Regions from separate parts of the Mus musculus genome. Here region 1 is linked to region 2. A link is a contact called in public HiChIP or PLAC-seq data. All regions are on one chromosome and are shown on one strand. The core of a region is the stretch at or near the end of the contact, and the rest is flanking DNA. Distances in the headings are between cores, read along the strand shown.

Evidence for each region. HiChIP or PLAC-seq counts read pairs in DNA pulled down with a chosen protein or histone mark.
Region 1: a RAD21 HiChIP or PLAC-seq map of pro-B cells shows a contact between it and region 2, with 7 times the contacts expected there. The contact joins the promoter of Nr2c2ap here to the enhancer-like site in region 2. A contact is called at or near these places in 6 of 39 promoter capture datasets (the 3T3-L1 cell line, the C10 cell line, fetal liver and 3 more), 2 of 15 datasets of contacts at CTCF or cohesin (large pre-B cells and pro-B cells), 38 of 484 Hi-C or Micro-C datasets (B cells, CD4 T cells, the G1E-ER4 cell line and 26 more), 28 of 115 datasets of contacts at active chromatin or transcription factors (the HPC-7 cell line, the SCID.adh cell line, Th17 cells and 20 more) and 3 of 9 other capture datasets (adipose tissue, liver and pancreatic islet).

Annotation. Positions count from the first base shown.
Region 1 is chr8:70,129,612-70,132,856 of GRCm38.p6, reverse strand. Nr2c2ap (nuclear receptor 2C2-associated protein) reads right to left here and starts at 1,530. Exons shown (of 5, transcript NM_001025586.2): 1 at 1,258-1,530; 2 at 849-939; 3 at 340-445; 4 at 203-270. The coding sequence starts at 1,295. Rfxank (regulatory factor X-associated ankyrin-containing protein) reads left to right here. Exons shown (of 9, transcript NM_011266.2): 9 at 1-2,051.
Region 2 is chr8:69,918,988-69,921,948 of GRCm38.p6, reverse strand. All of the region lies in intron 3 of Gatad2a (GATA zinc finger domain containing 2A), which reads left to right. Among named protein-coding and RNA genes, the nearest start is that of Tssk6, 18 kb to the right of the region's middle. Within about 2 kb of position 1,583, at least 268 of the 459 cell types and tissues checked have an H3K27ac peak or open chromatin away from gene starts, as enhancers often do. A contact at or near this core is called in B cells, the G1E-ER4 cell line, the HL-1 cell line and 31 more, where this site is marked.

The DNA.
Region 1 (3,245 bases), core at 281-2,780, 210 kb before region 2:
AGGGCACTAAAGCACAGAGAAGCAGTTCCTACTCCTGCGGAGGAGGTCAAAGCTTTGATTCTTTTGAGACAGGGTCTGGTCCAAGCTGGCCTGGCATTCTGGATCCTCCTGCCCCAGCCTCCCCAGTGCCATTACCACCACACCCAAAGACCTGAAGCTTGTAGAAAACCAGATCCCTCCCACCACAAGACAGGCAGGATATCTGAAGGGCATTGGTGTCCTCAGGGTAGAAATCTACAATCTTGCTGAGTGCCTCCCCACCCCGTGAACCTGCAATGGAGAAATGGGCTAAGAATCCAGGGAACCCTGTGGACACCCCACCTCTCAGCTTTCTTGTACCTTCCAGGCAGCTGTGGCGACTGGAGAAGCCACCCTGGAACTGCACCTGCAGCTGTGTGATCTGAACACACTGGGGAAACTCGAGTGACACCCACTGGGAGGGGCCCTGGAAGCAGAGGGATAAACTGAGGCACTTGGTAACTGCAAGGTTAGGGCCCTATGATGTTCTGTTCATCTTTCTTTCTTTTTTTTTTCCCCAAGACAGGGTTTCTCTGTGTAGCTCTGGCTGTCCTGGAACTCACTTTGTAGACCAGGCTGGCCTCGAACTCAGAGATCCACCTGCCTCTGCCTCCCAAGTGCTGGGATTAAAGGCGTGTGCCACCACTGCCCGCCTTTTTTGTTTGTTTGTTTTTTGTCTGTTCATCTTTCAAGTGTCACTGCCACGGCCAGCACAGGAAGGGTACAAGCACACTGTGCTTTCTAGTCTCCCCAGAGATCTCAAGGCACCCTGTAACCTTGCATCTTCTACACCCCTACACTTGGAATGAAGGGGTATAGAAGCACCTCACCTGGTCAGAGTTCCAGCACGTCTCTTCATCCTGGTCAAAAAGATGTTTCTTTCCAAATTGCCGGCTGTTGCGATTGAGCACAGAACTGACCCTGCAGGACAGGACCAGGTTAGGGGCCTCAACACTTGGACATCCTTGCTGTGAGCCACCCACCAGGCCGGCCGGCCCCACACCCAAGAACTCTGCTACCAACAGCCAGGAACTTAACTACCAGACCGCACCCCCAGCCAGGGAACAGATGCACCAGGCAACACACCACTTAAACCACGGGACTCTACCACCTGGCTCCGCCCCCAGGCTGCTCCAGGTTCCTGATTCTGGACCCCAGCTAGCTGCCATCTGGGCCTCGTCTCCACAACTCAGCTCCCAGTTCTTCCGCCCCCGCGCCCAGATCTACACTGAGTCTCACCTGCTCACAGTGTCCGGACAAACCAAAGACTGAGTCATCACAGTTCTAGGATGACTCGCGGAACGCGAGTTCGAAGCCCGGCGCTGCCACTCCCAACTTGATCTAGCGGCCACACTCCCTACCCCCGGCCACCTCTATATGACAAGGTGGGCGATCTGGGAACCGGAGGAACACTAAAAGCAGCTTTCTAAACCAACCGAGCCCCAGCGGCTCTGCAGATCTACGAACCCGGAACCGCGTGCGGATAGCGCACGCGCAGTGCTACACAGACACTGTTCCGTTCGCGGGGCCGGGGCGGGGTTTATGGCACCTCCCCTTCGCCTCTTAAAGGGCCCTCACACTGAGGTTTCTGGTTCTGTTGAACTACACACCTAGTGGCTACAAAATGTTCCCATGGCCTTCCTGTGATCATGTCTACCTGCAGAAGGCCTTGCTCGCCGTGGATGCAGCTTGGGAGCCCTGCACCCCATTGCCTTCCAAAGAGGCCAAAATAAATGTTGAAGAGGCCGTGCTACTGGGTGCATCAGTCACCCCCAGCCCTTGCGTCCTGCTCCGACCCTAAATCCATCTCCTGCAGGGCTTACGTTTCATGCTAACATGGACAGTAGCAGATCTGCCTAATATATTTTTGAGACAGGGTCTCGTGTAGATTTGGCTGCCCGGAATTTGCCTCGCAGGTAATGGCCGCCTAGACTCCCAGAAATCCTCCTGCCTCTGCCTCCTGAGCCCTGGGATTAAAGGCATGCACCTTCACGCCCCGTATTGGGATTAAAGTATATTTTTTAATTAAAAACACTTTAATGTGTAATGAGTGTTTTGCTTGAGTGTTTGTATACTATACATGTCTGGTAATTGTCCATCCAGAAGAGAACATGGGATCTCCTGTACCACCACTTCCAGTGAGGCTGCTGGAAACCGACTGTAGGTCCTCTGCGAGAACAGGAAGTGCTCTCAAACATTTTCCAGAGTCTACTTTTTGTATTACTTTTATTAATATGTGGAAGTTAGAGCATAACGTGTAGGAGTTAGCTTTCTCCTTTCACCGCATGGGTCCTGGGGATTGCATTTGAGTCATCAGGGTCAGCTACTTTACCAACTGAGCCATCTCCTCAGCTAAGGAGCTCAATAGCAGGCTGCCCAGAAAGTGCAAGGCACTGGGTCCCATCACCAGCGCGAAGGATAAATCAGTCTCTCAGCGAATGCTTTCCTAACATGTTATGGAAGACTTGGTCAAAGAATGGTGTAAGGTGGATTTCAGAGGATGCAGAGGAGTGTGTCCCAGTGGGAGCAAACAAAACCAGACATAGACACCCCAAACATCATGGGTTCAGGGATGAGTCACAGGAACAAAGAGACTGAAGAAGCAGGGAGACTTTCTAAAGGAAGGGCTTTCTGGAAGAGAAAGAGTTCCAGGCCAGGGATTAGCAAAAACATAGAATCAGGTGACACAGACAACAGGTTTGAATGAGAGCTAGGGAGCCACTTCCCACTGGTCTGCAGCAGCTTTGGGGAGAGGGTGGAACCCCAGCCTGCTCTCTGAATGAAGACTCCCAAGACAGAGCAGCCTCTGGGTTGAATGGCCTCTGATCTTTCCTCTTTCTGTGAGCGCCAGAGGGTTCCTTAGCATCCCACCGGTGTCTCCTAAGTCCGCCCCAGGAAGCAGGCCTGGCAGGGTAACTGGGTCACATCAGGAGGGATGCCCTGCCAGCCCAGAAATGCAGGGCCTTCCTTGCCAGGCCATCCAGCTTCAGCCTAGCTGTTTTCCAAGGCCATGCGTCATTAAACGTTTGGCTATGTGTTCTCAGACAAACCTTTGACCTCTGAGCTCAACTTCCTGCCTGTGAAAAGTAGGCCCTTTGGGTTGACGCCCAGTAACAATGACACTTGGGACACTAGGGCTCATAGACAAGTCTGTCTCTAGGCATGGACTCATCACTACCCTGCCAATGGCTGGCTGTGTTACCTCTATGGCACTCAACACAAAAAAG
Region 2 (2,961 bases), core at 334-2,833:
TCAGGAGGCGGGAGGCAGCATAACTGTGGAGTCCCTCACTTTGTGGAGCACTTTCAACAGCCTAAGTCACTAACCCACAGCTTTGTGGGTGCATCTCCTCTCCACAGGAACAGGCTAATGCCTATAGGAGCGTCACTATGGGGACGGGCCTCTAGCTTTGTGTAGAAGCCCCATAGCCTCTTCCACCCAAGTCAGTTCAGTCATAGCTGACCTTAAGGTTGGGGTGCTTGGGAATACTTATTCTAGAGCAGCATGGCCCTGGCACTGAGGCACCGTGATCCTTCTGGGTGCCCTTATTGGGAGCTGAGGCTGCACCACACCCATGTGAGAGGGATAGGGAGGATGGGGAATCCCTCCTGTGAGTTAGAGACACACAAGCTGTGTAGACAAGGAAGTCAGGCCTATTCAAGAGGGTAGGGTAGCTATGCTTGTCCATCCTGTCCCATCTGTCTGTCTGTTTTCACACAGACATGTACTAGGTGAGAAAGGCGACATCTGAAAGCAGTCCCTTAGGAAACAAAGGGGCCCTGCAGGTCTGATGTCCTCTTTTGGCTTATGTGCCATGGGGCTAATGAATGCCAACACAGGCCATTCCAAAGGTCAGAGGTCCATTGAAGGGTGATAGAGACAGATCATGGCTAGCCAGGGCTTGGTGGACAGACTTGTGAGTCAAGCTAGTCTGTGTTGTGGTGCAAGGTTTGGGTGCAGAAGAGTAGGTGTATAGGCCATGACAGCCAAGCTGGCCCTGAGGAGGACTTGGTCCTCAGTTGATGTAGGTGTTCTTCCTCCTCCGATCAGATTGAAGAGACATGGATAGGATCCAAGCACCTCCTCTGATGTGGGCTATCCCAGTGCTCAGCCCCTTCTCCAGGACACAGCACACATTCCTGGTAGGAGACAGCTTTTGGTGCTAATGGCCAGACTGGCTGGCTTCTGGAGATTTTTACTGGTGATGTGAAGCTACTTCATCACTGTGTGTTTTCAACATAGACAGGTAGGACAGGTTCACACAGCATCCAGAAAAAGCAGTTGTCCCTGCCGGCCTGGCCGTGCTCCAGAGCTCTCCATGTCACTCTTCATTTTACTCTTATGCCTATGGGTTTCATGAAAGGCTCCCTCTGAAATTGTGCCTGTGATTGATCCATGTATTCTGGTTCCTAAGTTAAAAGCTATCTAGAAAAGTGCAGAGAATCTTGAAGGTATTTCTGTTAAAAGCTGAGCTTCGGAAAGCCTTTCAGTTTGGAAGGGAGAGGGGCTTGTGGTTTCCTCTGTTTTTTGTAGGAGATGACCACAGGCGACTGGATGCCTGGAGGCTGCACAGAAAGGGGAAAGTGGAGCCTCCATTTTCTGACAGCACCTGAACCCTTACCTCTCTTCTCAAAATGAAGGCCGTGTGTCACAAACCGGTTAGAACTGCCCGTTGCCATGGTTTTCACGTTGGAAGGCACAGTTAAAGGGTCACATGACCAGAGAGGGAAATGCCTTTGTCACATGACTTTTTGGTGGCCTGATTAGCATAGAGGAAGTTCACTCCGGGCAGGCTGGCTGCTGCTGGGATGCTGAGTGATACTGATAGCAGTGACATCATCTCTGAAATTGATTAGTTGGGGCCCAGGATGGGGTCAGAGAGCAACAGTGGTCAGGGCTGTCTTCCAAGGAAGCCTAAGTCCAGGATGGTCTCTGCCCCAGCAGTGCCCTCATTCCTCACAGACATCTCAAATTTTATTAGACGACTCACCTCAGAAAGATAGGAAAGAGATAAACTCCACAGTTGGGTGTCCTTTGGTCTGCCTAGAAAGCCAGTCCTAGACTGTAACTCTGTCATAGGTGCCTCTTAAGCCCAGCTGTTAATTCACTTGGGCACCCCCCTGGGCCAGTACCACAGCCACGGCACTGGGCTGCTCCTCTGCTACACAATATACAGTTGGTGGCATGCACAGTCAGTGGACCTGGAATTGAAGCTGTCTGATCACCTTGAAACCTGACCTCGGGTGAGGGCCGGTGGGAATGTTGGAGGAGAGATTGACTTGGAGTGTTTGAAGAGACCCGAGGGAGACAGATGCCCAGGGTCTCTTTTTTTAAGCTGTTTTGTTGTTTGTTTGTTTGTTTGTTTTTAAAGATTCATGTATTTGTATATTATTTATTTTTGTACAACAGTGCTTTGCCTGTATGTACGTCTCTGTGAGGGTGTCAGATACCCTGGAACTGAAAATTCAGAAACTTATGAGCTGCTGTGTGGGTGCTGAGAATTGAGCCCTGGTCCTCTGGAAGAGTAGCCAGTGCTTTTAACTGTGGAGCCATCTCACTAGCTCTCTCAATTTTTTTAAATAATTTGTTTGTTTTGTGTGCATTGTTATTTTGCCTGCTTGTGTGTCTGAGTGAGGCTGTCCAAATCCCTGGAATTTAAGTTACAGTAGTGAGCTGTCTTGTGGGTTCTGAGATTTAAACCTATGTTGTCTTAATCACAGAGCCATTTCTCCAGCCCTTCCAGGGTCTCTTTTAAATGACTGGTTTCTGGGCTGCCGAAGCCTGACTCTCAAGAACCTCCAGGCTTAAGCCTTCAGGCTGTGGCCAGTGTGCACGTATAGCTGTCATGTGGGAATCAGGAAGCCAGCCAGATGCTGGCTGGTCAGCCTCTGCCCACCATGCCACTCTTCTTGAGAATACAGCTGGCAGGAACCAGTGGTGGGGACCCAAAGAGTCTTCACCTAGTGACTCACCTCACCCTGCTCAAACCCAAACCACAGAGACAGATCTGCACTGTGACTTCCACCTAACTTTATCCTGTGTCACAGTGCCATCTAGTGGACATATTCTGAGCTGCTTTCCACAAGCAAGTTGGTACTTGCTTGGGTGCTGGGATACACACCAAGGGGCAGTTTAGATTGTCCACTGTGGGCAGTACTTTTTCTAGGACTTAGTGCTCCTCCCACCTCCTTCCTGTGTTACAGCAACAGAGCA